4 separate regions of the Zea mays genome follow, and regions 2, 3 and 4 are each linked to region 1. Evidence: chromatin contacts called from public Hi-C data. All regions are on one chromosome and are shown on one strand. The core of a region is the stretch at or near the end of the contact, and the rest is flanking DNA. Distances in the headings are between cores, read along the strand shown. Region 1 holds the start of LOC100285373. Region 2 holds the start of LOC100276685. Region 3 has its middle 13 kb from the start of LOC103636803. Region 4 holds the start of LOC100274322 (UDP-glycosyltransferase 74B1).

Region 1 (7,949 bases), core at 3,031-5,530:
TAGGCGATCGACAAAGGAGACGAAGCTCAAAACGGCACCCAGATTTCAGAGGAGGTTTACCCGCGCGTCATGCTTCTGCCTTGTCTTGTGGCTAGGAGAGGGAGAGGACCGAGGACGTAGTACAGGTACGGCCGCCGGCTGGGGCCTTCACGGTCGCTCGTCCAACTAATCCGCTCGCATTTACCAGCAAGCCGCGCAGACCGCAGTTATGGTCGGGTCGGCCTAATTTAAGCAGGACTAGTAACAGCAAAGGCAGCATTTTTTTGTGACAGGACTAGGGATGGCAATCGGACGGGTAGTACATGGATATATAGTTCGCGAATCTATACCCGCGAGACAAAACTCAACCTATACCCTACCCATAAACGTTCGTGGGTATGGATCAGTATCCATACCCGTACCCGTCGGGTATCCGCTATCCAGTGGATACCCGTTACCCGCCCGCCCACTACAATTTTAGCATTAAACACCAAACGACAATTTTATTACATTTCAAAATAATTATCATTTCAATAACATTAAATGATAATTTCAGCACCAAAAAACATGTTATGGATAAAAAATAAAAAAATAAGAATTTATGACAATATATAAATCCGGATGACCCACATATTAGATATTCATTGGGTAACGGGTATGGATACTGGATATCAATACCCGCGAAAAAATATCCGTGGATATCTTATTATATCCATAATCATACCCGCCGATATCAAATTGCACCATACCCATATCCAATGGATAATTATCCGCGGTTATTTACTCATAACCGTACCCGTTGCCACAGGACAGTCACCTGCACTGCACTGTAGTAAAATGTACATGTGCGATCTGATGAATGAAACAGACGATGCACCGCCGCCCATCAGACAAAAGCCACTTTCCGATCGCATCGTCCTCACACGCTCGATTGGGCGGGGGGGAATCCACATCCATCTCCTAGCTTCTCTCTGCGCGCGTCGTCTCTCTTTCTGTCTGCCGTGTCCCGTTGTTTTCTCGGCGCTCGGCGGTCGGTGAGTGAGGCCCCTTGGCCACCGTGTTGCTTGCCCTTTCGGTCAGGACGACACGCGTAGATGCGACAGATAGGATGATCTCCGAAAGAGACGTCCGGCGGCGGGACCCGAAGCGAAAAGCGTTGAGACCGACGCAACGCAACGCAACCCTGTCCTGCTCCTTGGTCCATCTCCCCACTAGAAGCGGCGCCGGAGCGAGCAGAGCACACAGCGGATAGAGAGATCCGCCGATCGGGACGTGGATCCATCAGCCCGTGGCGTGCGTGTTCCGGACCGGTCCGGGGCAAGCTCAGCTCGGATCACCATTTATGGCCGCCGGAGCACGAGTTTTTTTTTTTGCCGGCGCTCGTTGTGGCCGGAGGAGGGGGACTCGCCGTCGTCCTCGGGTGAGTCCAACGATGGATCCCGTAGACCAAGGAACAGTGAGGACGGGATTTGCGTGGCGTTGGCTCATTACTACCGTCTCGGTGTGCGTCTCTCTCCCTCTGCACTGCACTCGAGTGCAGTTTTTTTCCTACGGGGTGACGAGGAAGCGAGTCAGCGAGGAGACGCCGTCTTTTTCACCGGAGAAGATGGATGGATGGATGGAGTAGGACCTAATAAACTGGTGGGAAAAAAAGGTCTAGGCAATTTCCTGCCTTTTGCTTTTGCAGCCTACCTCACCTCGTCACCCACGCTGCACGCAACCGAGGCCTACACCAACACCACTTCTCATCCTCGAATCGAATCAAAGCAACGGCCGAAGGGGAAGAAGAGGGGGAAAAAATAGCAGCGGAAGGGAAGGGATGGCCATCCCAATAGGCCCATGCACAGGCATACCGGCCCAGCATTTGCAGCTTTAGGCCCAAGCAAAGCAAAGGAAGAGAGTCGCGAGGGCATGGGAGGACAGTGGCCAATGACGATGGTAGGCCGCGCGGTGGCGCGCGGGCACCGACCGGACTCTTGTAGGCAACCTTGGATTCCGTTTAGTTCTCTGCTAGCGAAGGCCCCCCTCTTTCGACGTCGGGGGCCCACGATGCAAACGCTGGGCCTTCCCAGCCTCCCTGCCAAGGTTCACACGTTTGTCCATCCATTCAACCATTCGTCTTCCTCTACGGACTGTTGGAATTATTATTATTTTTGTTTGAAAAAAATGGAAAAGTATTATTATTATAGAGTCTTAAAACATGTAGTAGAAGAAAGAAAGGAAAAAAAGTTGATTGGCCTTTGTACCGCCCGCGTCAAGTGGCCAACAGCTAACAGTACTCACTACCGCCCCGGTTCGCCGGCTCGTCGTCGTCGTCACGCTTGCAGAGTTGCAGATGCGTGCGTGCGGTGTGAACCTGGGCGCGACAGATCCCACTTCCAGGAGCAAATAATCGCGTGCTCTGCTGCAGACATGGGCATGGTCGCAGCGAGGGCAAGCAAAACACTGCCGATGTGGGCCGTCCAGTGCGTTCGTCCGTCGTCTGACCTGACCACCACGCCGGTCGCCGCCACGGCGCCACGCTCATGTCGCGCCTGCCATCGAATAGGAAAAAAAAGTACTCGAAACCAACAAGGAGCCAGTCTACTACTCTACTTTAACACGTCGGATGGATCGATCGATGGGAATCCTAGAAATTAGACAAGGACGGCGGAGTGGGAGTGTGAGACACAGACACATGGTCTGTAGCTGGCTGGACCCGTGTACCAGCGAGAGAGAAGATGCGAATAGAGGTTGCAGAAAAATGTTGCTGCTGGATCCTCTCTGTATCGGGAGAGTTTTTTTTTACGGATCTGGAAAAGAGATCGAGAGAGGGGGATCTGATGGAGACGTAGCTAAAAAAAACTCCCGCCTCCTCGTGCTGGCTGGCATCTGAGCTGGGCTGGCACGCACGCACCTGCCCTGCGGCCTGCGGGGGGAGCGGCTGACGGATCCGCCCGTCTGTCCGCACCAGGCTGGCCGGTCGCATTATTTTTTTCTCGCGTGGCGCGCGACGCGAGGCGCTGCCCCTGCTCCGGGTCCGGCGCGCGGGCAACCTGGCATGCCGCCGTCCCGAGCCGCGGCTCGCTTCGCCTCGCCTGCAGCAGATCTCGGTTCGGCGCCAACCGCAGGTCCGCAGGGCACGAGACAACTCGTTCTTCCGCGGGACCACACATCCGCCGCGTCGCGTCGTCTGGTTTCCTTCCGGACAAGGACGGAGCAGCCGGAATGCCCGATGCATGATGCATGAGATCCGTCCAAGGCGCGCGCGGTCCTTGTCCGGCGGCCGGTTCGGGAGGGGGAACAACTGAACAAGGCGGAGGAGCCCGGGCCCGGAGGGGAGTCAACGAGGCCGAGCCGGTCGACGTAAACGCGGTCGAGGTGAGGCTCATCGGAACCTGCAAGTCAACCCGGGTGCGCCACAGCGTACACGTCCGATGACATAATTACTGAAGCATGTTCGTAACAATTGACGTGTTACTTTCCGTTTGCTTGCTGCAAATAACCGAGGTTTCCATCATATGGTAATCATGGCAACTGCATACCCGGGGCGCCGTTCAGTTCCTCACTGCACTCACTGAAAAGGGGAAAAAAAACCCGCCACGGTTTTTACTGGGTGATCAGGCGACGCATGGGCTCCCCCATGTGCAGTGCTGGACACTGGACGGGATCACGGGACACGCATGCTGCTGGCGCTCATCAGGGACAGACAGGATCAGGGAGGGGTACCGGGGCGGGAAGGCCGGCCGCGGTCCACGTGCCCCACCAACACCGCGGAAAACTTTGACCCAGCCCGTGCTGCCTGCTTCAGGTCCGTCCATGGTCCATCTGATGCTGTCGTGCCTGAGGTCTTGTTTGTTTGGATTCAAAAACACTTTTTAGACCAACGCTACGGTGTTCTGAATTTCAGTGTGCCGTGCTAAAGTATCTGGATGCATTAAATTCTATGTTTTTTCTTTCTTTCTTGAAAGCATAGCAGAACGGTGCCTGTCATTCCATCCATCCATCCATCCATCCATCCATCCATCTGCTGATCGAAGACTCCAAAGCAGGCAGGTAAAGATACGTACCCCAGCGCAAGCAAAGACAAAAACCAAACACAAGGAAAACAACATTTACTCCAGCTGGAGGAGCTGTACTATACCCCCACTTGCCTCCGGGCGTCTGTCCGTGGACCGAGCTTTGAGCTCTCCCCATTTCATTAAAACTTCCTCTAACCTGCCACGAAAAAGTCCGATTAGTTAACGCGATCCAGCGCTGTATGAGTGTATGTATATAAGCGGCCCCCGCGCGCGCTGCGAGCGACAAGCATCGTCATCGCCCCCGTAAGAGTGAGGCCCAGAAATCGAGGGGCAAAAAGGAGAGGGAGAGACCGAATACAGCCGCTTCTGTTCTGTGAGGGGGAAAAAAAGAGAAAGAGAGGGACAGAGAGAGAGAGAGGGAGTGCCAGGCCAGCTGTGGGGTGTGTGTGTGCCTGTGTGGGGGAACTGCTGGGGATGGAGAGCGAGATGGCGGACGCGCCCGCCGCGGCGATCCCCGCCGCCGCCGCCGAACCGCTCGCGGCGGTGGCGGAGGAAGGGGAAGGGGAAGCGGAGGGGGAGGCGCCCGCCGAGGCGGCGGTGGGGTCCACCCTCACCATGGAGCGCGTCGCCGCCGCGAAGAAGTTCATCGAGAACCACTACCGTTCGCAGATGAAGACCATCCAGGAGCGCAAGGAGAGGTACTGTACCGTGCCGGCCGTGCTGATCCCGTGATCCGGTCCCCCCCACTCGCCCGCGGCGCCGGCCGCCAATTGGAGCTGCTGCTCGCGCGCGGCTGGGGCTAGATCTCGCGCGCCGCGACCTCGATCGAGGGGCCTGGGCTGGGGTTAGTCGTCGGCGTCGTCCGAGCTCGCGCCGCTGGAGCTTGCCCGTCGGGGCGCGCCAGCTTTTCGCTGCCTGCTCGTGGGACGAAGGGTACCGTGTATTAGTACGAGTATACTAGCACCCTGGTGGCCATGGCTTCAGAAGTTCTAGAGTAGCCTGTGGTGTAGTGCGAAGTTATAGGTTCTGGTGAATTGACACCTCTGCCTGCAATCTGAGGTCCGGCGTTGCATGGTGTATGGATGGTTGATAGTTCCAGCTCGGGGAGGACCGGAGACCTGGTTGCACTTGCTATTTTCGAATGCTTAGCGTCTGCTAAACGCATCAGGCAAGATTAGTTCAAATTGCTTGCATGTAGTAGCTTTTTTTGGCGCTAAAAACTGTTACGCTGAGCTTCTAGTGCTCCCCGCTGTTTGACTTGGATGCCCATAGCATTGTTGTCGAGAAGCTTGTTTGAGGACAATTGAGCGAAAAACAATGCGGTGATTCCGCATCTGCCTTTGACATAGAGTTGCTCAAGTGGCGCAAGAGTTTGTCGCACCCTCGCACGCGCTCCTTTTGTTTCCCCCCATTTTTTTGGTTTGGTAGCGTGTAGTCGGAGTTGTTTGTGCTGGTTTCGAATCACTATCAGACTCAGTCCTGGTGTAACTATAACATGTTTCCTGCTGCTTGTGAACTGAGATTGGACTGCTGGGTATTCTTCTCATGGTCTTTCCATTAATAGGCAGTGGATGACGATGCATGCTCTCTAAAACACACTTGTTCTACTTACTAATCATGCTATAAATTATCTTATAGCAATAACCCATTAATTACATCACAATATTTCCAGCTTTGGCATACATTTCCCTTTTTACCTATGGGAATAGTTGATATCTGTTTCCCTTTTTGTTGACAAGGAAACAATGCATCAGATGCCAGCTGTATAGATACTTTCCTGAACATTGGACGCATATGTAATCAAGTAGAATTATTTTCTACTCCCTCCGTCCCAAAATATAATTCGTTTTAGACAAAGTATACATTCATTCATTAATTAACCTATGAATGTAGTTTATACGTATGTCCATATTCATTATCATTCATTCGAATGTGGACGAAGAAAAAGAGGGCTAGAAAGAGCTATATTTTGGGACGAAAGGAGTACATATATATACTACCTCTGTCCCAAAACACTAGATGTTTTAGGATTTTTAGGAAAGATTAGTGCTCAAAGAAATTACCCATGTACCCCTATTTATTGAATGAATAAGCCCCTCATTAAAGAAACACATGGAGGCATGTGCAGACTGCAATCGCAAGCTGATATGAGTCAAATCTTTTGTCCTAGAACTAAAACATCAAGTTTTCTAAAACACACTTTTCAAATGTTGATCTTTTTTATACTAAGCATGCCATTGATTTATGGCCTACTGCATATGGTGCTTGATCATGATATTGTTATTGGTTGACCTGACATTGCAATTTATTGTATTCAGATTGCCTTCTATCCTGAGATCATGAGTTTATTACCTTTATTTGAAGAAGGTGCATCTTTCATTCACATCTATTCGCTTACAAAAATGTAATGCATTGTAGGCGCTTTAAATTGGAGAGACAGCTAGCTTCTTCTCAAGTTCCCAAGGAGCAGCAAATCGATTTAATAAAAGATCTTGAGAGGAAGGAAACTGAATACATGCGACTTAAAAGGCACAAAATTTGTGTGGATGACTTTGAGCTGCTCACTATTATTGGGAGAGGAGCTTTTGGAGAGGTCTGCAAACTGAATTTTGTCATATATTTTTCCACATGTATCTGTGTCCATAAATGCTTAAACTCTAGGGACAGCAAGGCATGTTCTCTTTGAGATGTGTCAACTGTTGCGTTTGCCTTTAATAACTTATTTCTGAGATTTTGTGTTCATAATGTATATGACAGGTTCGATTGTGTCGAGAGAAGACCTCCGGCAACATTTATGCAATGAAAAAACTCAAGAAGTCTGATATGGTTGTCAGGGGCCAAGTAAGATAGCTTGCATTTCTGGCTATTTTCGATTTCTGTTTTGGAGTTATAGTGGCTTCATTGATTTGTTTACGTTTCATCTACATACTTGATTGAAAAAAAATATGTGAAAGTGCCTTTTCTATTCTGTGAGTTCCTTTTCGTTTAGTATACCTTTATCCTATCTCATACAACCAAGAAACACTGAAATAATGAATTAGTAGAATAAATAATGTGATGATTAATTTCCTGTGAAAGTGAAACCTGCATCCCACAGTTTCTCTCATCAAAGGCATTATTCATAACTGTTTGAACTTTCTTTATAAAACAAATAAATGATGTGCGAGAGAACCGTGAAAGTGATAAGACTAGTGCCGCAAAGGTCAATTTTCCTGAGCTTGATCTTAGTAGCTACATTTTACCAATCCAGAGTTTTTCTTTTTCTGAATTATTCATTTAGTTGACATGTTTTTTTATTATTTTAATCAGTGATCATTAATTTTGTTCGAGATCAGGTGACCACTTGATTTTATTTGGATGAACCTCACAAATGTTTCTCAGATGAACCTGTTGCTGTTGTTCAATTCTATTATGTTTAATAAAATCACATATCAAGTGCTGCATCTTAGTTGTCAAAATACTTCCTTAGAAATTTGCTTTGACAATGCTTCAGGTGACTCTGCTTAAGAAAGTTTACTAGCTTCAGATGATCAGATCTAACCATTTAGGACATGATGATGTTTGCTAGTCCCACCATTCCAAATTATAAGATATTTTGACTTTTCTAGATACATGATTTTGCTATGCACTTAGATATACACTATGTTTAGATACATAGTTAGAACGATGCATCTAGAAAAGCCAAAATGTCGTATAATTTGGAAATGATGGAGTATTAAAGGCCCTGTTGTTTTGCTTGCAATGAAAGTTTTTTTTATCAGAATCACTCTAATGTTTTTCAAGAGACCATTTAAAGATTAACTAATCAACACCCTGCTGTATTGTATGCGATAAAATCAAAATTATTCTGATGTTTTTAAAATGACCATAAAAGAACGATTTCCTTCCATTATTTGAGAGTTGTGTTAATGGAGTTCTTTATTATTGCCTCTATTAGGTGGAACATGTTAGAGCCGAAAGAAACTTGTT
Region 2 (7,949 bases), core at 2,609-5,108, 510 kb before region 1:
TCTGTAAAGAGTATGATTAGCTTGATAATATAGTCGACAGAAATCTAGAAAATCCAGGCTACGAGGCAATTCTGAATTGAACTTGAAGAATGCATAGATTTTTAAGAATCCAGTATATTGTTGTACCAGTTTGGTTGAGAATCTAGATTTTTTTTTTTTTTTGACAGAAGACCTGGTTCAGAAAGCTGAACAAGACACATCCTAAATCGTTTTGAGAACTGTAAATGGGACGATTCTAACAGTTTGAGGAGAATAAGCATCCGATTTTGTACGTGAAAGGGACAAATCGGATTACCGTGATTGTCGAGAGATGTTAAAATAATTCGAGGAGCGTAGATATCCGATTTTTTTTCTATTTATTAAACGAAGTGAGTCGGGTTAGTTACGTTTGCTCATCCAGGATCCGACTCGAAACACCGCGGCGCCAAATTCGTTCCGTTTCATTCATGTCCGGGCGGCTAAAAAGGTCCAGTTCCGAAATCGCCTTGGGCAGGAAACGGCCGTGTCCGCATCGCCAAGGATATACCTGGTGGCCCTGGCGTCCAAACAAAAGACGCAGACGCAGGGACGCTGCTCCGTCGCAGGCCGCAGCATCCATAAAAGAAAGCTATGACACCTATCAGAGCATGGGGGGCTCTGAATTCAATGCGAGGCCGCGCCTGCCGCCTGCTGCTTGCGGCTTGCCGAATGCAGGGCCTGGCTGTGGCTGGCTCTCGTCAGCACTCAATATGCAGAGGCCATTTGTAGAAGAAACACGGGCGCGATCGAGGGTCCTGGGCTTGGAAGATGAGAATGACTGAATGAGATCCATCCATCCACCTGAGATCGGGATCTACCATGGATTTCAGCAACACGCGCCACGCACCTGGCCTCTTTGCTTCAGCGAGAGATCCGGCCTTATTTTAGCTTATTTTATATATAAAGAATAAGCGGTACTTATTTTAGCTTGTTTTGGATTACGAATATTCGTAATTTTTTAAATATAAATCTAGTTAAAGATTTGTGGAGGAGTGAGTCTCTGTACTCAGAGCTTATAGGATGGATTCAGTGACGACAAGGGCTGCAACTCTTTATGTTTTTATTTACTGTGCGGAGTCATTCAGTTGGTCTCGAGTGGAAATCAAGTGCCCTCAAAACCACCATGCATGGGATCATTGCATGTGCTCTCTCTGTATGTCCCTTTCAGTTCACTCCAGGTCGGCTGGCTGCACAGAGGGAAAAAAAGATCAAAAGAGCAACGGAAATGACTCAAAGCAGCTCGATGTCATTATCTCGGAGACGCTAGCCGCTAGGGGGGTGTGGCATGGCAATGCGATGCGCACACACGGATAGAGACAGTCACTGCTGCTACGAGTAGGAAGAAAGCGAGAAGAAAAGCGAGCTAGGAAAGGAATGATGGGGGGCGCACCACTGGCCGGCCAGCCGGCAGCCTTTGGATCAAAACTACAGTGGCAGGCTCAGGCACACAGGCGAGGCCGACGAGGCATCCTCTCTCTCTCCCTCTCTTTCTGATAAAAAAAACCCCGCAGATCTCTGCGGATTACCAGGACTAGCGAGTAGCGACAATGCCCCACCCACCATGAGCAGAGCAGCAGAGCACAGCGCCGTTTCTTCTCGGCTCCTCCGTCACGTACAGTTTGCTGCACCGAAGGAACAGACTGACGGCGGCGACGTGCACCGGTGGGTTGGGTGAGTGAACGATCGGCTACGATCGCCTGCCCCGTTGGCGTTGCCGTGCAAGGAGAAGTGGGGAGAGAGGGGGGAACGCCCGCGGTGCGCCGGCCGGCCGGCCGGGTGGAGATCACGTCGCGACCACCATGCCGGCCATGAAGATGTCGTCGTCGTGGAAGGAGGAGGAGGAGGAGCAGGAGGACAGCGGGGACGCGCCGCTCGTGCTGTTCTCGGCTTCCTCTTCCTCCAGCTGCATCTCCTGGTCCCGGCAGTCGGCGCTGCAGAATGCCTTCTCGCCGCTGCAACACCACGCAACCAAGATTGGTGAGAATGTGGACGAATTATACGATGGCGAGTGTTCAGTTCAGCTGGATGGAATGGAAGGGCCTGTGCTCTGCTAACGGACGGTTCAGTTTTCGTTTGTGCTGGATTGGTGGGTCGGAACGATTATTGTTTCTCTAATTTATATAAACTTTGATTAACTGGAACAATTTCGGGTGCAATCCGACGTAATCGAACAAGGCCTTACTCAGCTTGGAACCGCCTCTAATAAAAAAATTGATGGTATTTGGTAATGATGCAGCATGTTGTCTAGCTCGATTTTAACATTTTTTTTCATTCTCCGAAAAAAAACTAGCATTGCTGTCAGCTGAACACTGCATGAATCAGTTTGGTGCGCAGTTCTACTTCACTCGGATCAACGTCTCATTCTGATAAAGCCAGTATCTCTTCTCTGAAACCCTTCCCCCCGTCAGGTCAGGTCAGATTAGATTAGATAATGGCATACCGGTAGATGTAAATGTCGTTGCCGTCGAGCTTCTTGTTGCAGGCGAAGCAGGAGCTGAGGAAACCATCGGCCTCCGCGGCGCACTTGACCACGAAGTAGCGCCCGGCGGCGGCTCCATCCTCCGATTCCACGGCGGCGGCCTCGTCGTCGCTGGCCCCGGCCGTGTGGGGCTCCAGGATGCAGTCGCCGAAGATGTGCGTCGTCTTGGGGTTGGGGCCACGCGCGATGACGCGGGTGTAGTCCTCCGACTGCTCGATCTCGCTCGCGGAGACCGAGCCCACGAAGCGCCGGGACGCTGGCACTGGCAGCGAGCCCGGGCCCGGGAGCTTACCGAAGTCGAACGAGTTGCGCTTGGCGTTGCCGTTGCTGACGAGGTACGCGCCGGTGTCCGACCTAGTGGCCTCCTCAGGACCAGACTTCAGATCCCCGCGGCGGAACTGGAACCTGCTGCACGGCACCGACATGGCGGTGGCGGCGGCGGCGGCCGCGGTGTCCGGCGCGGGGCAGGACATCGTCTTGCCGAGCTCCGGCTGCGAGTGTCCTCCTCCGCCGCCGCCGCATTCCTTGGGCGGGGAGCTGTGCTGCCTGACGAGCCGCAGGCGCGGGCTGAGCAGGCAGTTGGCGGCAGCGGTGTCGGCGGCGAGGGCGTCGACTAGTCCCGGCGCGCCCCAGGCCCTCCTCGGCGACCGGAGCAGCAGCGCCTTGGGGTCTAGCGGCGACGTCGGGCTCCTCGACGACTCCGCGTCCGGCGCGCGCTTGGCGGCGAATCCGACGAAGAGGCGCGGCACGGCGAAGAGCGCGGCTCCGGAGCCGTCGGCGCGGGGCCGGGCGTCCCCGCCCCCGGCGGAGCCGGACGAGTCCGCGGCCCGGTCGGGCACAGTCCTCCGCAGCATCGCCGGCCTGCCCGCACGCCTTGCACGGGCGCAATGTCCTGAAGCCGGGGGGTCGGGGGGTCAAGGAAAAAAGGTCAGATCCATCGCCATCCCGCGAACCCACACGACGTCCTCGCTTCTCGACGCCCGCCCGTTCTAGCAAGGCGTCGCGTGTGGAGCAAGAGGAAAGGAGGACGGCGCATGCGTCGAACGAACAGCGGGTTCGTGCAGCACGTCGGCAAAAGAAAAAAAAGGCAACAAAAGGGGAGAACGAAGCGAACAGGGCAGAACAACGCGACGAGCCCGACGAGCACCCCCGGCGGCCCGGCACACCACCTCACCCACCCCGTACCTTTTTTCTTCTTCTTCTCGCTTTCGCCTTTGGCTGGCTGGCTACCCCCTCTTCCTCCTCGTCTGTGTGTCTGACTCCCTCTCACGCACCGCGCAATGGCATTGTGCGAGAGAGGAGAGGAGACGGGAGGAAGCGGAGGGAAGAGAGCCCGTGCTGAGGTGAAGAGGGAGGAGGGAGGAGAGCGAGGGAACACAGTTGCAGTGAAATCACACTGGCCTATAGATGGCCAAAAAGCACGAGGCACGTGAGCCCGGCACGAAGCCCGTTTTTTGGGCCCGGTCCGAGCCTGGCACGGTAGAATAAGCGGGCGGACTTGGACAGGAAACTAGGCACGGCGGGCTAGCCCGGCACGGCCCGTTTACCTCTAAGCCCGTTATTTTTACACTAAAACGTGCTTACCGGTCCGTTTAGCCCGCTTTTCGGCCCGTTTTTTCGTGCTAAACGGGCCGGCCCGGCCCGTTTAGGCCCGCTGCGGGCCAAGCTTGGACATAAAATTAAGCCCGCTGGCTCAGCAGGCCCGGCCCGATTTTTGATCGGGCTTAACCGGGCCCGGCCCGGGCCGGACCGGGTGGCCCTTTTGGCCATCTCTACACTGACCTGCTCTACTTGTACGAATTGATACCCCTCGCCTCTGTCCCTTTGCATGCATAGAAATCAGAGACGCAGTCGCAGTGCAGAGAGAGAGAGAGCGGGCTATATGATAGAAAATCTCTCTCCACTCTATATTTATCTATATTTAGAGGTTTGTCAGGTCCTTTTATTGGTCCAGTAAAAGGCACTGTAAATGCTCCTCTAAATTGTAGGGGCCAAATTCACCCGTGTAGAGGACGTACGACAGTTCGCTATGCATTTGTGACTGGCTGTATGTACGCTCTGCGCTATTCGTGCCGATCTATTTCACCCGATTCTCGTGCCGATCTATTTCACCCGATTCTCCATAGGGTATGTTTGAATGTTTTGTAGTATGTACCGTATTTTAGTGTAGGGGCATACGAACCATCATTTTCCGTATGTCCGATAGAAAAAAAATTGTAGAATACAAAGTCTGGTTAATAGGTTGTGTAAAAAAATAAAAAAGCGTAATTTAGGCTACATAATCAAGGATGCAATATGTAGCATATTTTATTTTCGAGGCCTACAAACAATCTGTTTCTTTATGTCCGGTACGAAAATAACTGTAGAATACGAAATCTAGTATCACTGTCCACATATAGGACGGAATTTAGAGTGTACTGCTAGAGAAGGAAAATGTATAAAGAATGTAATCTTTTAGAGTGCGTTGTAAATGACAAAAAATATTTTTTTATGAGATGAAATTTAATATTTTAAATAGATTTGTATGAAATTTAATGGTAATCTTTTTTTACGTTATCAATCGGATTATTACAAATAAGATTAAAATTTTGCATACATCATTGTATACATTATTTTGTGGCATGTAATAAAAAAAAGTGGAAAAATCATTTGTATCCGTATCTGAATCAAATTCGAATTTTAAATCTATCATTCGAGAAAACCCATAAGAAATGCAATGTTTATCTTTTATGAATCTTCACAAGCTTAATGCTAAAAAAATACGATTTACATAGTAGATTCTATATCATATTATTTCACAATCAAAGAAAAAAAGACCAAACATTGGTATTCCATTAAGTGTTAGTTTTCATCCCTACGCGCCAAATCGTTTTTCTAAAGATAAAATTAGCCATTACTGTAGTTAATTAGTTTACTTTGGTTACCAACGATCTTAGCAGTAAAATTTTATTCACTTCAAATCGAATTGAGCAAATAGTTGGACAGAATTTCGAATCTGAGACCTCTGTTTTATATTCGTATCTGGAACTATCTATATCTCTATTTGTATGTAGATTAAAATACAATAAAAAAACTGATATCACCCACGCACCCACCACCCCTGGAATGCCATTCATTGGTGTCAGGGAAAGGAGGCAGATGTAACAATTTAATTGTGCTATTATGTACTGTACACTTAGAAATGCCACGTATGGTGCGGGCTCGATGGGACCAGCTCTTGCTGGGCCCCACGCCCTGCGACGCAATACTACCAACAAGTAGCAGTACCGTATAGCTTTACTTTCTTTGGCCTGTCATTTCAGCTACATTATTGATTGCGTGTCTCTCAAGAAAGTAAAAAATAAACAATGTTTCCACCACATTATATATATATAGTTTATATATTAGAAGCTCTGCGTTTCTAATAACTAGAGCAAACCCATGTCGGACGGTGCAATCCGGTCGAGCCGAACTACATCCGGACGTCTATAAAACAGGACCCGGAGTGATAGGGTTCGGTTTTTTACGCTCCACCCCGATTCATTAGCGACACCGCGTGCGACGATGGTGGTTGCCCCAGAGCGTGCGCGGCGGTGGACCCCTAGTCGGTGCCCGCAACTTTATGACCTCGACGCGCGGTGGCGGAGGTTCCTCGATCCGGAGTAGTGGCGGCGGTTCCCAGGTCGGTAATGGCGGCTCCCCGATCCAGAGGGCGAGCGACAGCGGGGCCCTTATGCGGGCAAGCGGCGGCGGCCCCGAGGTCACGAGGAGGCGGCACTTCCAAGGCCGGCGAGCAAGCGACGCCCGTCGACGTGCGAGTAGCGACGGCGACGCATAAGGCGCGATGTTCGAGCGAGCGACGTCACGGAAGGTCCGAGATGCGCGCAGCGATGATCGTGCGTGACATCCTCTGATCCGGCGCCGTTTTCTTTTCGATTATTGTGTTTTATGCCTACCACATGTATTATTTACGCCAAAAACTGTACGGTTTTATGCTTAAACACGGAGTTCGTATATCAGTTTACTGCATGCACATTGGAAAGACAATTCCTTGATTTATGTTATTCGTAATTTGCGCGCATGCAATGAAACTCCCACGATTTTTGCCATAATTTTTGGATCTGTATAAAATAGAAACCGCATGCATGCGGCTGCCATGTTTTCGGATCTGTCATAAAAATAAGATAGTAAAAACAACCTACTAAAGCTATCAACCTCTCACATTGACTCGGTATTTATGCTTATAATTGAGAGATTTTATGCTCAAAACTTAAGGTTTTTACGCTCCACTCAGAGATGCGTCCACCAGTGAACAACATGCCAGATTTTTACGCAGTGTAACGAATTGCATAAATACCTACACTGTGTAGTATAATTTGTATAAGTATATATCATAAACTAGTTCTAATGTGTTTAGCTGCATGGCTGTTGGAGGGATCCTTTATTTACGAAAAAATAAAACATTAAATGCGATTTTTTTGTTTCTATGCATGCAATTCATTTCTTTTCATTGCATATTCTTTCCATCATAAAATCATGTGCATGCAGTTGGTAACAGATTTTACGCAGTATAACGAATTGCATAATTATTTACACAGTGTGGCATATTTAGTATCAGTATATATCATAAAATGGTCATTACGAGTCTAGCTGCATGGCTGTTGCAGCGATCCTAAATTTATGGAGAAAATAAAGCATTTAAAATAAAACTGTCACATATATCTTTCCTAAATTTACGCGCATGCAAGGGAACGTGTTTGACTAATGCATGCATTTTGCCATAATTTTTGGATCTGTATAACCGCATGCATGTGGCTGCCATGTTTTTCGGATCTGCCATAAAAATAGGATCGTAATAACAACCTACTAGAGCTATCAACCTCTCACATTTGATCGGTATTTACGCTTATAATTGAAGGATTTTATGCTCAAAACTTAAGGTTATTACGCTCCAACCCGGAGATGCGTCCACCAGTGAACAACATGCCAGTTTTTTTACGCAGTGTAACGAATTGCATAAATAGCTACACCATGTAGTATAATTTGTATCAATATATATCATAAACTAGATCTAATGTGTTTAGGTGTAGGACCGTTGGAGGGATCTTATATCTATGAAGGAAATAAAACATTAAATACGATTTTTTGTTTTTATGCGTGTAATTCATTTCCTTTCATTGCACATTATTTTCATCATAAATTTGTGTGCATGCAGCTGGTAACAGATTTTTACGCAGTATACCGAATTGCATAATTATCTACACAGGGTAGCATATTTAGTAGCAGTATATATTATAAAATGGTCCTTACGAGTCTAGTTGCATAGCAGTATATATATATATATATATATATATATATATATATATATATATATATATATATATATATATATATATATATATATATATATATATATATATATATATATATATGACCGTGTTATCGTGTAAAAACATTGTTTTATATGGTAGAT
Region 3 (7,949 bases), core at 3,076-5,575, 400 kb before region 1:
CTAGCTTTCACGTCGATCACGATCGATCAGATATTATAATTGATTGAAGTCGGTAGCGTACCGCGTTGCCTTTAACCCCGTTGGATCAGCCGTGCTCCGCATAGGCGTTTATCTTAATAATCATTTCAATCCAAGCATATCGTACTGTGCTCTAGGTCTATATATCCATCTATTCTATTGTATTCCTATCATGAATTCATGACATGACAATAAATATAAGGAAGTTGGGCTCAATGACTGGACGCAGGAGACAGGAGTCCAACGGCCTGTGTGGCTGCGCTGGAGTGCTCTGTCCAACGGCTTTTCCTTTCACAGGCCGCATGTCCCCTCTCTGGGCCCCGGACGGGCCGGCCGCCCGCACTCGGCCGTTTAGAAATCCAGAGGACCTGCGACGGAAATGTGACCGTTGGAACTGCCAGCTCCCGCCGACCCGCCCTGGCGAAGAAATTTTACAACGGTTATGGTGCGGCTTTGCAAACTTAATATTTTTCTTGTAGATTTTATTTTAAAAAATCACCATCCATCATAGCAGCCGCCGAGGATGGTTCCAGAAGAACAACATTGACTCGGGAGCAAGTTTGTACGTATCGTTTTAACTTGTATCGGACAATGAAATCAATTGTAATTTTGATAAAAAAAGATATACATACGATGGTAGACGTGGAAAGAAAGGAAGAGGAAATCAATAGAATATGATCGAGAAGCTAATCTCAGTGAGTGTCTAGGCGGTCTCCTTATTTATTAGCGCCATATAATTAAATCAGGTTCTGAGAAACCGAATGCAGAAGAAAACCGAAAACTACTCGTCAGTCGAGATGTCTGCGATTCGCGACGCTGCTCATGTCGTGATGGTGTCCGCCGACACCACTACCCGCTCCACCGCCAATCCCAATCCCACCTCCAATGCCTCCACCAGCTCCGGCGCCGATGCCGCCTCCACCGCCTGCGCCAATGCCCGTGCCGCTTCCTGCATTGAACCTGTCTCTTGCACCGCCGCCGCCTAGTCCTCCTCCTGTCCCTCCTCCAAGTCCGGCTCCACCACCAATGCCACCACCAAAGCCGCCTCCGCCTCCGAAGCCACCTCCAGCTCCACCCTCGATGCCTCCGCCAGCTCCGGCGCCACCACCAAAGCCGCCTCCGAAGCCACTCCCAGCTCCACCCCCGATGCCTCCGCTAGCTCCGGCACCAAGCCCGCCACCGGCTCCGACGCCGCCTCCAAAGCCGCCTCCGCCTCCGAAGCCACCCCCAGCTCCACCCCCGATGCCTCCGCCAACTCCGGCGCCGCCTCCAAAGCCACCCCCAGCTCCACCCCCGATGCCTCCGCCAGCTCCGGCGCCAAGCCCGCCACCGGCTCCGGCGCCGCCTCCAAAGCCGCCTCCGCCTCCGAAGCCACCCCCAGCTCCACCCCCGATGCCTCCGCCAGCTCCAGCGCCACCACCTAGGACGCCTCCTGCGCCTCCACCGGCACCGAACCCGCCGCCGCCACCACCTCCACCTCCAAATCCACCGCCACCGTCTAATCCTCCTCCACCTCCTCCTTCGCCGACACCTCCTCCAAGTCCATCACCTCCACCAATTCCCCCTCCCGCTCCGCCTCCCGCTCCAAAACCACCCCCACCGGCACCACCAGCTCCTACTCCACCACCACCTCCAAAACCGCCGCCGCCACCAGCTCCAACCCCCACCTCCACCTCCGAGCCCCCCGCCGCCACCAATGCCAGCTCCACCACCAGATCCTGCACCCGCTCCACCTCTAAACCCTGCACCACCGCCAATGCCGCCGCCTAGACCACCACCACCTCCTCGCCCAGAGCCAGAGCCACCGCCGCCGTCCATCCCACCCCCTCTGCCACCTCCCGCACCACTACCGATGGCACCACCTCCACCGGCGCCGATTCCACCTCCCGCCGCACCACCTCCTACACCGGCACCGCTACCACCCTTACCATGTTTCTTGTCGCAGTCTTCGGCTCTAACCATGCCAGGCCTCCACGCCACAGGCTCTCGCCGTGCGGCAGCAGTGGTCGCCGCCCACAGAACAGACAACAGCAGCAACGACATCGCCTGTTGGTGGCCCATGGAAGGCAGTCTAGGTCTAGCCATGGCTTATTACAAACTCAGCTATGGAAATGGAACTCCGTCCTGCGTCTGCATGCTATGTGAGGGGAAAGCCGGCCGGGTATTTAAACGCGAGATCGACGACGTGCATGCTGCCACGGACATGGACATGGACGCCAGCCACCAGCTTCGGGGGTGTTTTAATTGGTGGCGGACTGGCGGGTGAACGGCGAGCGTGGGATGGTTGACTTAAATGATTTGCTAAAGCCGGTTGGTTCTTGGTTGGGTCATGGGTGGCGCAGCCTTTTGACTTTTGATGAGGTGGACTCAGGCTGCGAGAGCGAGCTGCAGCTGCAAAGCAACTGGGCTTGCATGCAATTCATTGATGCATGCAGTGCACGCCGCCGCCATGGCGCCCTGCTCTGCAAGTCTGCATGCGTTCGCTTACTTGATAGATTGGCATGCGTCCTTTTGGCCTGTGACGGGCGCTCGGACTTGGGAGTTGGGATGCAAATGCATACATTCATGGCTGCATGCCTGCATCCATTCATGTCTACAACACTTTCGTCTCTCCCCCTTTTCTGAGGACTGAACACCTATTACGTACCTGCCTACCGAGCCCGGACGGAGCACAACTGTAGTACATGCGTGTCCAAAGTTTACAGAGGAACTGTATATGTTTCGCAAAAGACGACACTGTGTCAGCCGTCCGTGCGGTTGCCGCACCGCATGCACGCTCACATCCGACCGTCCTTCTCTAATATAGAGCTCGGCAGCTGGCACCTGTGCCTCCAATACATCTAAACACGGAAGAGTAATAATCTCTACTCTCATCCTTCCTTCCCATGCATCTCTTTCTGCTCCTCTCGTCCTTTTTCTATGGGCCGACCCATGCTCCGATCGATCTATAACAGCACATATGTTCAAATGATAAAAGTACCTAAAATTATAGAGGTTTGAACTATGATTGTCAGCTCCAAACATACATGCATACTTATATAGCACTACCGGAATTCGCGCCTTTGCCGAGTGCCGGTGGCTTTGCCGAGTGCTTTTTATCCGTCACCGTTACTTGGCGTCGTGACGGTGACTTTTCTTTGCCGAGTGCCGTTTGGCACTCGGCAAAGTCTTTGCCGAGTGCCCGGCAAATAGTACTCGGCAAAGAGGCTGTTGCCGATGTACAGTTCACCGAGCGTTCTTTGCCGAGTGTTACACTCGGCAAAGCATTTGCCGAGTGTAAATTTGCCTTTGCCGTGTGTCTGAGACACACGGTAAAGGAGCTGATTCCGGTAGTGTAGCCAATATAACACACATGTTTTTTTATATTTTATACTATATACTCAAGCATAATATAGATTTTTTATGAAAAAATAAAATCGGGTCTAGCCCATCGCGCCACACCTAAGGGCCAGGCACGACACGATGACCAGGTTGGATTGCACATGCCCGTTGGACAATGGGTCTGGCTAGGCTAAACCGCGTCGAGCCAAGAGCCACCTAGCTGGCTCGCCTCATTTTGACATCTATACTCGTACACCAATGATGTGGCATAGACAGTCAGCGACGCAAAACAAGACGATGGGCCGTGTAGGCAGGGGCGCAGGGCTACTAGGTGTCAACACATCATAGTTGTCAGGCCATCAATTAAGGTACATGGATTTTTGACTTGGTAAAATTTTGGATTAGTTAGGTTCGATTTAAGATTATAGTTGTTTGATTGAGGGGGAGAGTAGCGTCGGTGTGAGCACCGTCGTACCTCATGCCTGCAAGGCCTAATATCGCGAGGATGTGAGGAGGACCCCGCCACCACCATCCTGACAAGCCGTTCGGAACTTTTGACTGCTTACTCTGGTGATGGCAAGATAGAGAGGAGGGAGAAAGAGACGACAACCTCTAGGGTTTGATGTTGCATGAGCCACCTCATGGCATGAGATAAAGCGAGAAATTGAAATTATAGTTTATCACTCAGTATATGAAATATATTTAAGCATCTTATATGGTAGATGTCTTGAGATCGGGCATAACAACCAGTTCAAATATGGGGTAAAATCGTTGTAAAGGTTTATAATATCTTTAAACAGCTATTCTACTTAATACTCACGGACACCTCATCAACCAGTGTCTTTGCTAATGTATAAATAATTTTATTTTCAATTTGTGACGCCCCCACGGCAAAAAAAAAAGAAGCGTAGGGCACATGTTGGGCCTAAACCCAACAAAAGCCCAGGCGTGCGTTGGGCCACATTTCGATGGCCGAGAGCGCGTGGAGTGCTTTCCTTCAAGAACAACAGAGAAGAAAAACTTAACGAGGAGAGACGGCGGTAGTAGAGAGAGTCATCGTATATCATTCATTCGTTTCGCAGTTCGCCTTTCAGAATTTCTACGCGCGATTTGTCTCCCAGCTCGAACTGCATGCTGCAGGAGACTGATAACTCCAGGCGCAACGAGGACGAGGACGAGGACTGCAAATATATAGGAATTTCTTGGGATTCCAGGGCCGTTCAAATTTCCGATCCCAACATCGGACAAACGCAAGCCGGTGCTGTCGGCTGTCGCGCTTCTAGCTAGCTAGCGGGCGGGCGGGTATATATACGGCTGGTCAACTGTGTTAGAAATCTCAACGGAATTAACGGCGAGCTGATCAGCTCGGCATCGACAAAGTTAGGCCCGGCGGACACCGGGCCACGGCTGCCTAAACGCTGGTGGACCATTTTATTAGCCCGTGTCCTCATCGGGAAGAAAACGGAGGGAGAGCCAAGGTACTGACAGACAGCGACAGGATCCAAACACCGTCCATGCGTTTTGGACACTAGCTAGCCGCGCTCAAAGTCTGGCCGGATTACCCATGATTTCGGTTTCAGAGTGGTTCTGAGAACAATCGCGTTTTCGTTCCGAGAATATTTACGTTTTCACAATCGACACGTAGAATTGGAACAGAAAAAAGGTTTATACGGTTGAAATGTAAAATTGGAACAAAAAAGAAGGGTGTTATTATGGAGTTGGAACTTGGAACGGTCGGCTCGGTTATGCCGAGTTATCCTTACGCAACTCATGTTAATTATTAGACTATATTTAATATTTATGACTGGCATTTAAATATTTAATGTGGCACAAAATAAACTTTAGTCGGGAAGCCAGCACTCGTTAATTTCCCCGTTCCCCGTTCGCTTCGGAGAACATGGCAGCCAAGGATACGACTACCAGTGTCCCTGTTGCGATTACGGAATGATGACAGCAGTCGGCAGAACCAGCGGAGCGAGCTTGCCGTATACAGAACGTACAGTTCGTAGTCAGTTTCATTTTTCTTTTCCCAAACAAATATCGAAGCGCCATACAAAGTTGCCAAGTCGGCTTAAACTTCGTCTAAAAAATGTAATCAGGCGCGCAATTTTAGATTAGCGGAAGGAAGGGTGAAAAGTTAATGTAAAAAATGAAGATTTGGTCTGTTGTTCTTTGGTCTATTCGAGGCGACGCTTTAATTTGTCGCTATATAAGAAGGAGCAAATGCAACTATGCAAGCCAGCCATTCGCGTCCGTTGCGACTTGCGAGAGCTCGGTCTCGTTCACTCAGCTAGTCACTAGTCAGCTAGCTCATTGAGCGGGGGAAGAGGCTCGGGGTCCGGTCCGGTCCGGTCCGGTTCGGCCATGGCGACGCGGTGGCAGCGCTGCGCGCAGCTGCTCTCGTCCCACCCGTACCACGCCGCGATATCGTCCTCGCCGTCCTTCTCCCTCGGCGCGCGCGACGACGACGACGGTGATCACGCCGCCGGAAGCAGCCTCGCGCCGCCGCACGACAGCGGCCGCGTCGCCGTCGCCGGCGCGCTGGCCTCGCCGCGGACGGCCAGCGAGCTGCCCCCTGGCGCGGTGCTCGCCTCCGACCGCTTCTTCGTCTCGCCGGCGCCCACGGCCTCGCTCGTCGACGACACGGCGGCCGCGGGCGAGAGCGATAGCGAGGCCCTGCGGGGGGCGGTGCTGGTGGAGACGTACGCGAGCGACCCCAGGGCGCAGTTCCTGGAGTCCATGGCCGGCATGGCGGCGGCGTGCGGCGCCGAGGGGATGCCCGAGCCGGAGTACCGCGAGTTCATGGAGGAGCTCCTGTCCTGCTACCTGGACCACAACGACCGCCGCGTCCACCGCCACGTCCTCGCCGCCTTCGCCGACCTCACCGCGCGCCGGTGGCCGCCCAAGCGGAGGCGGCCCATCCTGGAACTGATGAAGATGAATCCTTGTGTTAGCGGCAGATGGTAACGATCAGATTCAGATAGTTCGTCGAGAAGCAGCTGTACAGATTTTATTTACATTGTCGTAAGAACAGAACTAAATTCTACTAGTTCCTTCAGAACTAGCTAGAGAGGTCAGGTGTGTCCCCATGCTCAATCCAGAAAAATATAGCAAGTTATTAAAGTACCCCGTCAAAGATAAAATTTTGGTGGTTTTCAAAAAAAAAAAAACGCCATTCCCAGCCCGTTTCTAAATATAAGGCGTTTAGAATAATCTATTTAATTTAAAGTTATACACGTCAAATGTTCAAAAGAAAAATAAAGTGAGTGCTGCCTCCAGCTACCTCCATCTCAAAACACAGTAACTTGCGAGCTTGTTCTAAATCAAACAATATAGATTTAATAAAGTCTATAAAGAAATTAATAACAACTAGAACGTGAAGAAGTAAAATAAAAGTAAGAATACATTCCGTAATAATCGATCCAGGATGTTCATTTCAAGTCGTTCTTTTTTTTTCTATACATCCAATCAAACTTAAAATTGTTTAATTTTAAAAAAAGAATTGGAATTTCTTATTTTAAGATCGAGGAAGTATCAGATTGACTATGGGCATAATAAGATCATCGACAGAGTGCCCATATATTTGCCCTTGCACTTAGGTATATAGTGACTTTACGCGGATGGCAAAAGCTAGAAAGTCTCAAGAAAACGCCGATTTGAAAGTATATTTGGCACGAACAGTGGCAAGTGGTGGGTGGACTTATGACGGAGTGCCACCTCATCGCTAGGAAACAATTAGAACGTGTTTGGATTGTGGTTTGCTAGTAAAACAAACCCATGTCTGGCAATAAATCCTGGTCCCTGACGCACAAAATAGGACGCCTGCATAGTACTACTATATGTCTGGGCCAGATATAGCCTTTTCAAAAATGTCAAACTTAAACAAACAGGCTCCTTTGGATATAATAGAATATAGCACTTTGTTCAAATTGTTAATCGTTTTTTTATAAATATAACATTTTTATTATAAATCTATACATCATATCTCTATCTATATAAATTATGTATTTAGAAATTAGAACCACACTGCGTTGACCTCCTTTGGAACGGAAATTTTTAATGCTTTCATATGTTTTTTCTATAAAGTTCATACATTTAAAAACAGCCCTAAAATCGAGATGATGTTGCAGGCTAGGATTCATGAACCTGCTTGGGTCGCTCAGTGCAACAATCAGAAGAAGCATTCATCAGCTAGATTTCTTGGTGGCGATGCGTCGCAGTCCATACGCATATGTACAAACGGACAAACCACCAATACAAGTGGGTCAGAGGTACCCCCCATGACTCTGTGAAGATAACTCATCAGCAATGGGGAAAACGCCGGTGCTGTCTGCGTCTGATTTCCATACGCCCGTACAGGTGGAAGTGCCTAGTGACGCTAACCGTGCGGAATTTTCAACCGCTCCCACACGCAACCGAGCCTCTGCTGAATCCGCACTGTAGGAAACGGTGACCCAAGAACGGGCGAATTAGGATTACTAAAATTTTCTTTAAATTAGATCATAAATAAAACTTTGGAGTCTTTCTCTTCTAAAGGTCCTTAAAAATACGACTAATCATCTGTTTTTAGCATAACATGAATTGCTACAGGGAGCTTCGCCTTCAGGACG
Region 4 (7,949 bases), core at 3,511-6,010, 290 kb after region 1:
AGTATAGATATAAACAAAAGGAGAAAAATATCACTGTATGTACCCAGTTGCGCATGCAGGCCTATGCAGGATAAATCGATCGAGCGGCCCACAGCCGCGATTCCCGCCCATGGGCTGCGGGCCGTCGGTTCCCGCGCGAGACAGGAGGGCCCATCCGCGCCAGTCGTTCTCGTTCATCGCCGCATCAATCGATTACGTAACACCTCTTTATTTAGATTGTTTTCTCTCTTTTTTCGATAATAAATGGAGATTACGCTCGATCGGTGACATGTGCCAGGTAGCTAGCTGCCGTGTCTTACGTGTGTGCGCGGCTGCTTTGCTCGGTTTCGCCGGCCGGCGTTGGACTCGTGCCCGAAATCAGCAGCGAAACAATGAAACACAACTCTGTAATGTATCCGAGTCCAAGCAAAGCAAGCACGCTCACGAACGGCGGCAGCGTGCCGTGGCGTCGGAGTAGTGTTTCGCTACAGCTGGAGGTCTAGATGGAAGAGAGAAGCATCGGAACCGCGCCCTTTTATTTTATGGGTCTCGTAGCAGTAGTGGACGCGCACACGTACGTGCACGCACGTGGCGCGGCGTAACGTGACGTGACGTATGGCATGATGCGGAGCCAAGCACAGGCTGACACTGACAGACACGGCAAGTTTTCGCTGGCTCTATCGCCCGCGTCGATCTGGGGATTCATTTCGCACAGTGAATGGCTCTAGAGTTGTGTTGCTTGACGACGAAGGCTCAGCGCGCCAAGGCCGGGCGCACGCGTGCGTACGCCCGAAAAAGGTACTACACTAGCTAGTAGCTACTACTTTGTTGCAGGCCTGCAGCATGCATGGCGTTCTGGAGCTTAGGGTATCCGCAAGCGTTACCTCTAAATTTTTCTCCCTATATCACTTTTTCTCTCTATTTTTCTTTTTATTTTTTCATCTCCCGTAGCGGTTCCCCCTAAATACTCTCCATATATCCATTACAACTATAAAATATCATTTTCTATATTAACTTATCAATTTTTCATCTACTAATAATTACTCGTGGACCCACAACACAGTGTTTAGGGATGAACAGTGACACACTATATCTGGAGGGAGAGAGAAAGGGACCGGCGCGTAGAGGCGCTGTAGGGGCACTGCTGCGGCCGTAGAGTGCCCCTACAGGCAGCATGCAAGGGAAGGGGCTGCCCAGGGGACAGTGTTGCAGTTAGCCTTAGGCGCGGTGCTGTCGTACGTTTCTATTCGTCGATTGGTTCCCTCTGGCCGTGCAGCCACACTCGCTCGACCGGTTGATCCGATAGGGACGTTTTGACGGTACGAACGACAATTGGCGTTCAATTGAATTTTGCATTCGTTCGTGCAGCCCATGTCTTCCCCGTGTAGACAACTAAACATATGCTTAGTAAAGATCAATGCACGAACAAAACGACAAGGGCATCCAATTAGACAAGTGCACCGTGTTGTTGACGAATTACTTAGTACTACCGAGAAAAGGCTCCCTCCGTGCATCTTTGCAGATTAGAGAAGATAAATTGTGTTGGAAACAACCTCTATTTGGCTATTTCACACGTGACCAATATGTTGCGCGCGCAGTGGTGGTCAGCAAACGGAACATTCGTAGCTGTATATATATCCATTCACACAGTTTATTTGTACTATATGTCTATACGCGTTTCCTCCCCCCAACCCCCCAAAAAAACTGATAAAAGCGCGTCCTTTTAACAATTTCTATCTTGTACCATAAATCAGTTTTACCACTGATAGATTGAAGGGTCATCCATGTTAAGTAACCCTAATTAAGGTTATATGGTCAAATACCAATTTTACCACTGAGGGTCTCACGTCTCTATATAAAGAAATTTGTACCCTCTCATAAGAGAATAGAAAAAAAAGAGGCAAGAGACCAAACCCTATATATTGTGTCTCATTTGTTCTCTGAGTGTACGGATTGCTGGGGAAGGGAACAGGATTCTAGGACTTCTCGCGCCTCTACTGCTGACAGGAGGGAAGAGAGCGGATCTGGTAATCTGTGGCAATATAGTCCTCAACACGTTATCAGCACGCTTTACCTCGACATTGCTGCGGGATTAGATCTGCATCAACTCTTCGTCAAGTCGAACTGTCCTACGCGATAGGCTTCAATTCTCCTCTATGTAATTAAGCGGTATGTATCACGTTGAGGATGAAATCTTGTACTGCTATTCAGAGAGAAAAATAAAATAGCATCGGGGCCATGCTGCGCGCTGGCACCCATGCCCGCGCCAGCAGTCACGCCGGGGGGGGGGGGGGGGGGGGGGGCGTAGCCATGCCGTGGCAGGGCCCGCATGTCACGCCGCACACCGGAGGTCGTACGCCGCATTGGAAGAGCGTCCATCCGCGAGGGGCCACGCCTGGCCAAGCGAGGGCGGCTGGTCTGGGGCGTGGCGCACCAACTCGGGACCGCTTTCTCGCGGTGCATCGACCGTGGTCGAGCCCGTATCCGATCAAATTCACGCTAATCTGAGGCAGGCACGTAGGCCACAGCTGGGGACATAGAAAAGCGGCAGGCGAGCAGCACCTGGAGCAGCTCCGCCGCCGCGGTGCCCTTGCGCCGCACGGGTGCGTGGTGTGATGGTGCCCAGAATGTGCTGGCACACACCACGATCGCCTGCTTCATGACGTGGTGGCAACACAATGGAAGAGAGAAAACAGACTAAGTCAGAGGGGTTGGCTATACAAGTGGATCTGAAACAGTGAGAGTGGGAACCGTGGCTACATGTGAAAGCCCCTGGTTGATTGAATGATAAAAAAAATCTCATGTGGTCCCCACTTTGCATGCCTTCCAATCCAACCCCTATTTTTCCTCCGACATGGCGACATCCCATGAAAAGCAGATCTGCTTGCATGTGCAAGCCATGTCAGCGGCTAGAAATATATTTATTTCAAACATCTACTACATATTGGTGTCCATGTCCATCCCAAGTGCAGACTATGATGGACAACCGGTGTTTATACCTACTAGATGGGATGTAATTTGCCAACCTAATGAGTTAGATGGGTTAGGCATTTTGAATTTAGAGGTACAAAATTAATGTCTCTTAAGAAAATGGTTGAATAAACTTCTCAATGAAGAAAGAATGTGGCAATCCTTTCTGAGAAGAAAATATCTGGTCAATCAAACCTTATCCCAGGCACAACAAAGGGCCACATGTTCACACTTTTGGAGTGGCCTTATGAAAATTAAGGATTTATTCATCAGTAAAGGTACCTTTCAAGCACATGATAGGTCCCAAGTGCGTTTCCAGGAGGATGATTGGTTTGGGTTGGAAGCATTAAAATATTGATTTTCGCTTCTATATAACTTAGCAAGGAGGAAGAACGTAACAGTGTCCTTAAACATATCCTTTCGTAGGGGTTTGGTACACCAGTTGAGAGTCCAGTTGTTTCAACTAGTGACACTGGTGGCACATACTAATTTGGATATTAATAGGGACCCGTTTAGATGGAACTTGACTACTAATGGGTTGTTTACTGTTTAGGAACTCTCAGCAGTGGGGTGGAAGTGGATAACAAGGAACTTTGGAAACTTAAGATACCTTTGAAAATAAAAGTTTTATGTGGTACATCAAAAGAGGTGTAACTTTTACAAAGGATAACTTGGCTATCAGGAATTGGAATGATAATAAGACCTATTGCTTTTGTAGCAGACTGGAGACAATAAAACATCTGTTTTTCAGGTGCTCATATGCGTCTTTCATATGGCGTTTGTTACAGATAAATACGGGGTCGAGACCTCCTCGGGATGCTAATGAATTGTTTGGGGTCTGGGCGAGGGGGCTGCTGGTAAGATCATGCCACTAACTATTAATTGTTGCATTTGCACTTCGTTGGGCTACTTGGTGAAGCAGGAATGATGTGGTTTTCAATAAATGGTCTCCTAAATCTTGTTTGCAGGTAATCTTTAGGACAACTTATTGGTGCCTGCTTCTAGACCTAGCTTTAGCCTAAAAGGGAGGACCAAAAGTTAATAAAAGTCTTCATGTCGTAATGTGGAGATGGTGCTACTACATTTCCACAATTTTCGGATGGAGATCTTTGTTGCGTTTAACTTTGTAGTAGCTTTGATTTAGTATTGGGTGTTTTTGATGAGATCGTGTGATGGGTCAAGACAATATGCTGCCTTCGGTTGTAATAATTGGTCATAACCTCGTTTGAGACCAAGTTCGAACTATGTTTTCGTTATCTAAAAAAAATTAGCATAGACAGATGCAATCTATAATGGCACAACATCACAGATATAAAAAAGATAACATATTTGAGGAGTGACCACAATCAAATCATGACTGCACAAGGCATAGACAGATTCCATTTATTTGGTAACGAGATTAGTAGCATAGAGATTGCAGTTCAAACAATTTAAGTTTTAGAAAAATTTTGCGTCGCTATGTCAGGTGGTCTTTGTGGCAAATCCGAAAGAAAAAGCGGAAGATGACAGGAACCACGCTAGCAATTCCGGAGGTACAAGACAACTAAAAGTCGAAGATGACAGGAACCACGCTAGCAATTCCGAAAAGAAAAGCGTATTTTTGTTGGCTTGGAGCCAGGAAAGAAAGAAAGAAAAGGCTGGACAGACAACTCCATCAACAACCAAAAAAAACGTGCTACGACACCAGTCAATGGTCAACTCCGACTTCGACTTTCCAAGTTCCAACGAACGAGAAAACTTGCGCGCCACGCCGCTGTGCCTCCACCCACAGCAAAGGAACGCCTTATTTATTTACTCCAGGGCCCAGGCTCTGATCACTACGAAGTGCGAACTCAAAGCTGAAGACAACAAACCATGGGGAGCACAAGCACGAGCGCCACCTCGTCTTCCTCCTCCTCTGCTGCCAGCGGCCCCGGGGGCGGCGGCGGCGCACACGTGCTGCTCCTGCCGTACCCTGGCGCGCAGGGCCACACGAACCCGCTGCTCCAGTTTGGCCGCCGCCTCGCCTACCACGGCTTCCGCCCCACGCTCGTCACCTCCCGGTACGTACTCTCCACCACGCCGCCCCCAGGGGAGCCCTTCAGGGTGGCAGCCATTTCCGACGGCTTCGACGGCGGCGGCGCGGCCGCGTGCCCCGACATCGCTGAGTACTATCGCCAGCTCGAGGCCGTGGGTTCGGAGACGCTGGCGGAGCTGATCCGGACGGAGGCCGCCGAGGGCCGGCCCGTGCGCGTGGTGGTTTACGACCCGCACCTGCCGTGGGCGCGCTGGGTGGCGCAGGCGGCCGGGGTGCCGGCGGTGGCGTTCCTGTCGCAGCCGTGCTCCGTTGACGTCATCTACGGGGAGGTGTGGGCGGGGCGGCTGCCGCTGCCCGTGGTGGACGGGAAGGAGCTGTTCGCGCGCGGGCTGCTGGGTGTCGACCTCGGGCCCGACGACGTGCCGCCGTTCGCGGCCAGGCCAGACTGGTGCCCCGTGTTCCTTCGGGCGACGGTGCGGCAGTTCGAGGGGCTGGAGGACGCCGACGACGTGCTCGTCAACTCATTCCGCGACATCGAACCCACGGTGAGAGAGGTTACCGTACCGCGCGTCACCACGGCCGGCACGGCACCTGTTTGCTGTTTTGCTCAAGTGAATTTTCGCTGCTGAAGCAAGCAAGTCCATGATTGCTCTGTTGTTTCCTTTGATTCCACTTCGCCATCACAAGATTGATTTTCTTTTTTTGACACATTTTTGCGTTGCTAATTAACTGAGCAGGAGGCAGATTATATGTCCCTAACATGGCGCGCGAAGACAATAGGCCCAACGTTGCCATCATTTTACCTTGATGATGACCGCTTTCCGTTGAACAAGGCCTACGGATTCAACCTCTTCAGCAGCAGCGACTCATGTCTGCCTTGGCTTGACAAGCAGCGTCCGCGTTCTGTAGTTCTCGTATCCTATGGAACTGTTTCAGATTACGACGAAAATCAGCTAGAAGAGCTTGGCAACGGGCTGTACAGTTCTGGCAAACCATTCATTTGGGTTGTGAGGTCGAATGAAGAACACAAGCTGTCGGATGAGCTTCGCGACAAGTGCAAGGAGCGCGGCCTTGTTGTCTCTTGGTGCCCACAGCTCGAAGTTCTTGCACATAAAGCTACAGGTAATATATGGGAAATGGTTATTCTCTTACTCTTACGGGCTTGTTTGGATGCTATAGTATTCATCTCAGCACATATTGGTTGAGGGGGTTTCGGGTGTAAATTAAACTAATTTACACCTTAATCTACCTTAACTTATATACATTGTACTAAATACTAGAGTATCCAAATATAGCTTATATATATATATATATATATATATGAGGAAAAATGAGACAAACTGGCAAGGAATGTGAAATTTAGTTGCGTATTTCAAACATGCAGGCTGTTTCTTCACGCACTGTGGATGGAACTCGACACTAGAAGCGATTGTTAATGGCGTGCCAATGGTGGCAGTACCACACTGGGCTGACCAGCCGACCATATCGAAATACATGGAGAGCGTGTGGGGCTTGGGTGTCAAGGTGCGCAAGGATGAGAAAGGCTTGGTGACGAGAGACGAGGTGGCGAGGTGCATCAAGGATGTCATGGATGGGGATAGAAAAGATGAGTACAGGATGAATGCCAATGTGTGGATGAAAAAGGCCAAGGAAGCTGCACAGTACGGAGGGAGCTCGGACAAGAATATTGCTGAATTCGTCGCCAAGTATTCATCAAGTTAGTTGTCAAACAGATTTTTTGTGTATCTACAAGAGCCTATTTTCACGACCCAGAATCTGCGTCATAAGTTAGCAGCTTTACCGCTGCGCTCCCGCCTTTGAAACGTTGTCATAAGTTAGTACTCCAATAAAAATTACACACACACATATATATATATATATATAATACTGTTATGCACCCTTTGAAACGTTGTAAGCATACAGAATTGCACATTTGGGACTCAACGTAGTGCTTCACAATATTGCCATCCGAAATATTTACTTAGTAAAAAAGAGATTACAAACATCTTCTAATTGATGATACTACCATTTACTGTATAATCTTTCTTTTATTATTTCTTTTCCCTGCATTTTGTATGTAAGGAGATCAAATTATCTTTGTGCATGCGTTCTATGTTCTGTCTCCAAGCTGTTATGAACGACAATCACGATTCAGCAGCCAAAAGAGGGCTCGGTACCATTGCGCCGCCACAATTCCCCCTCGCCCCCCCCCTGCGCGTGCTTAGCCCCACTCCACGCCCACAATTTCTATATAGAATACCACATCACTCAGCTTGGGGGCACCACAAATTTCAGTACTTGATAGGCTAGCTCGACCAGATTGAAAATTCCACAATCCGGTCTTGAGGCACAAGATCAGCAGTCATGTCAGAATATTCAGTCCCAAAGGCCGACAGATCCAACACGGAGACATATTGTGAAAACCCTTGCATTTGTAACACCTGAGTCACTTACTACAATAAGTTCTAAAAATTAGAGAGTACTACATTCTGCAACATCAACAAAATATACACCACGGATGTCGTAGTCAATAAAGAAATAAGTGGTGGAGGACCAATGATTTCTGGAACATCGGCTAAAACACAGTTAGATGAGGATGTTGTTGTGGCCATTAGACATAAGTCCGCCACCCTAAAAAAGCACCCGACCCAAAAATTTCATAAGTTTAAAATCTAAATAAAAATTCTCCAAAAGGATCATTTGAATTTGGGTATTTTTGTGCATCTAATTTGCTTCTCTTCAAATAAATGAGACAAAAAATAAAAGAAAATATAAAATGACTTGTCTGTGCACCGCATGTTGAAGCACTATTTCTATTGTTTGAGATGATTTTGAATTGATTGAATTAGAAATTTGGTTTAAAAATGAAAACTTAGAAAACAAGAAAAAAAAGCCTCACTTGCTTAGTGGGCCACTCTTCTAATGTGGCCCAGCCGGCCTCGCCACTTTCCCTCTCCCTCTCCTCACTCGTATGGTCGTCTGC

Evidence for each region. A called contact is a pair of places that touch in the nucleus more often than the background predicts.
Region 2: a contact with region 1 is called in a Hi-C map of tassel, with 4 times the contacts expected there. The contact joins the promoter of LOC100276685 here to the promoter of LOC100285373 in region 1. A contact is called at or near these places in 2 of 25 Hi-C or Micro-C datasets (ear and tassel).
Region 3: a contact with region 1 is called in a Hi-C map of bundle sheath, with 2.4 times the contacts expected there. The contact joins the enhancer-like site here to the promoter of LOC100285373 in region 1. A contact is called at or near these places in 3 of 25 Hi-C or Micro-C datasets (bundle sheath, ear and tassel).
Region 4: a Hi-C map of endosperm shows a contact between it and region 1, with 4 times the contacts expected there. The contact joins the promoter of LOC100274322 here to the promoter of LOC100285373 in region 1. A contact is called at or near these places in 3 of 25 Hi-C or Micro-C datasets (bundle sheath, ear and endosperm).

Annotation. Positions count from the first base shown.
Region 1 is chr8:20,282,560-20,290,508 of Zm-B73-REFERENCE-NAM-5.0, forward strand. It overlaps LOC100285373, which reads left to right and starts at 4,281. Exons shown (of 13, transcript NM_001372211.1): 1 at 4,281-4,678; 2 at 6,399-6,573; 3 at 6,738-6,821; 4 at 7,918-7,949. The coding sequence starts at 4,455.
Region 2 is chr8:19,774,042-19,781,990 of Zm-B73-REFERENCE-NAM-5.0, forward strand. It overlaps LOC100276685, which reads right to left and starts at 3,859. Exons shown (of 3, transcript NM_001150412.2): 1 at 3,683-3,859; 2 at 2,459-3,389; 3 at 1,520-1,970. The coding sequence starts at 3,351. The coding sequence ends at 1,802.
Region 3 is chr8:19,877,711-19,885,659 of Zm-B73-REFERENCE-NAM-5.0, forward strand. No RefSeq gene overlaps it. Among protein-coding and RNA genes, the nearest start is that of LOC103636803, 13 kb to the right of the region's middle. Within about 2 kb of position 4,326, at least 13 of the 20 cell types and tissues checked have an H3K27ac peak or open chromatin away from gene starts, as enhancers often do. A contact at or near this core is called in bundle sheath and ear, where this site is marked.
Region 4 is chr8:20,574,443-20,582,391 of Zm-B73-REFERENCE-NAM-5.0, forward strand. It overlaps LOC100274322 (UDP-glycosyltransferase 74B1), which reads left to right and starts at 4,761. Exons shown (of 3, transcript NM_001360567.1): 1 at 4,761-5,511; 2 at 5,704-6,088; 3 at 6,351-6,897. The coding sequence starts at 4,804. The coding sequence ends at 6,688.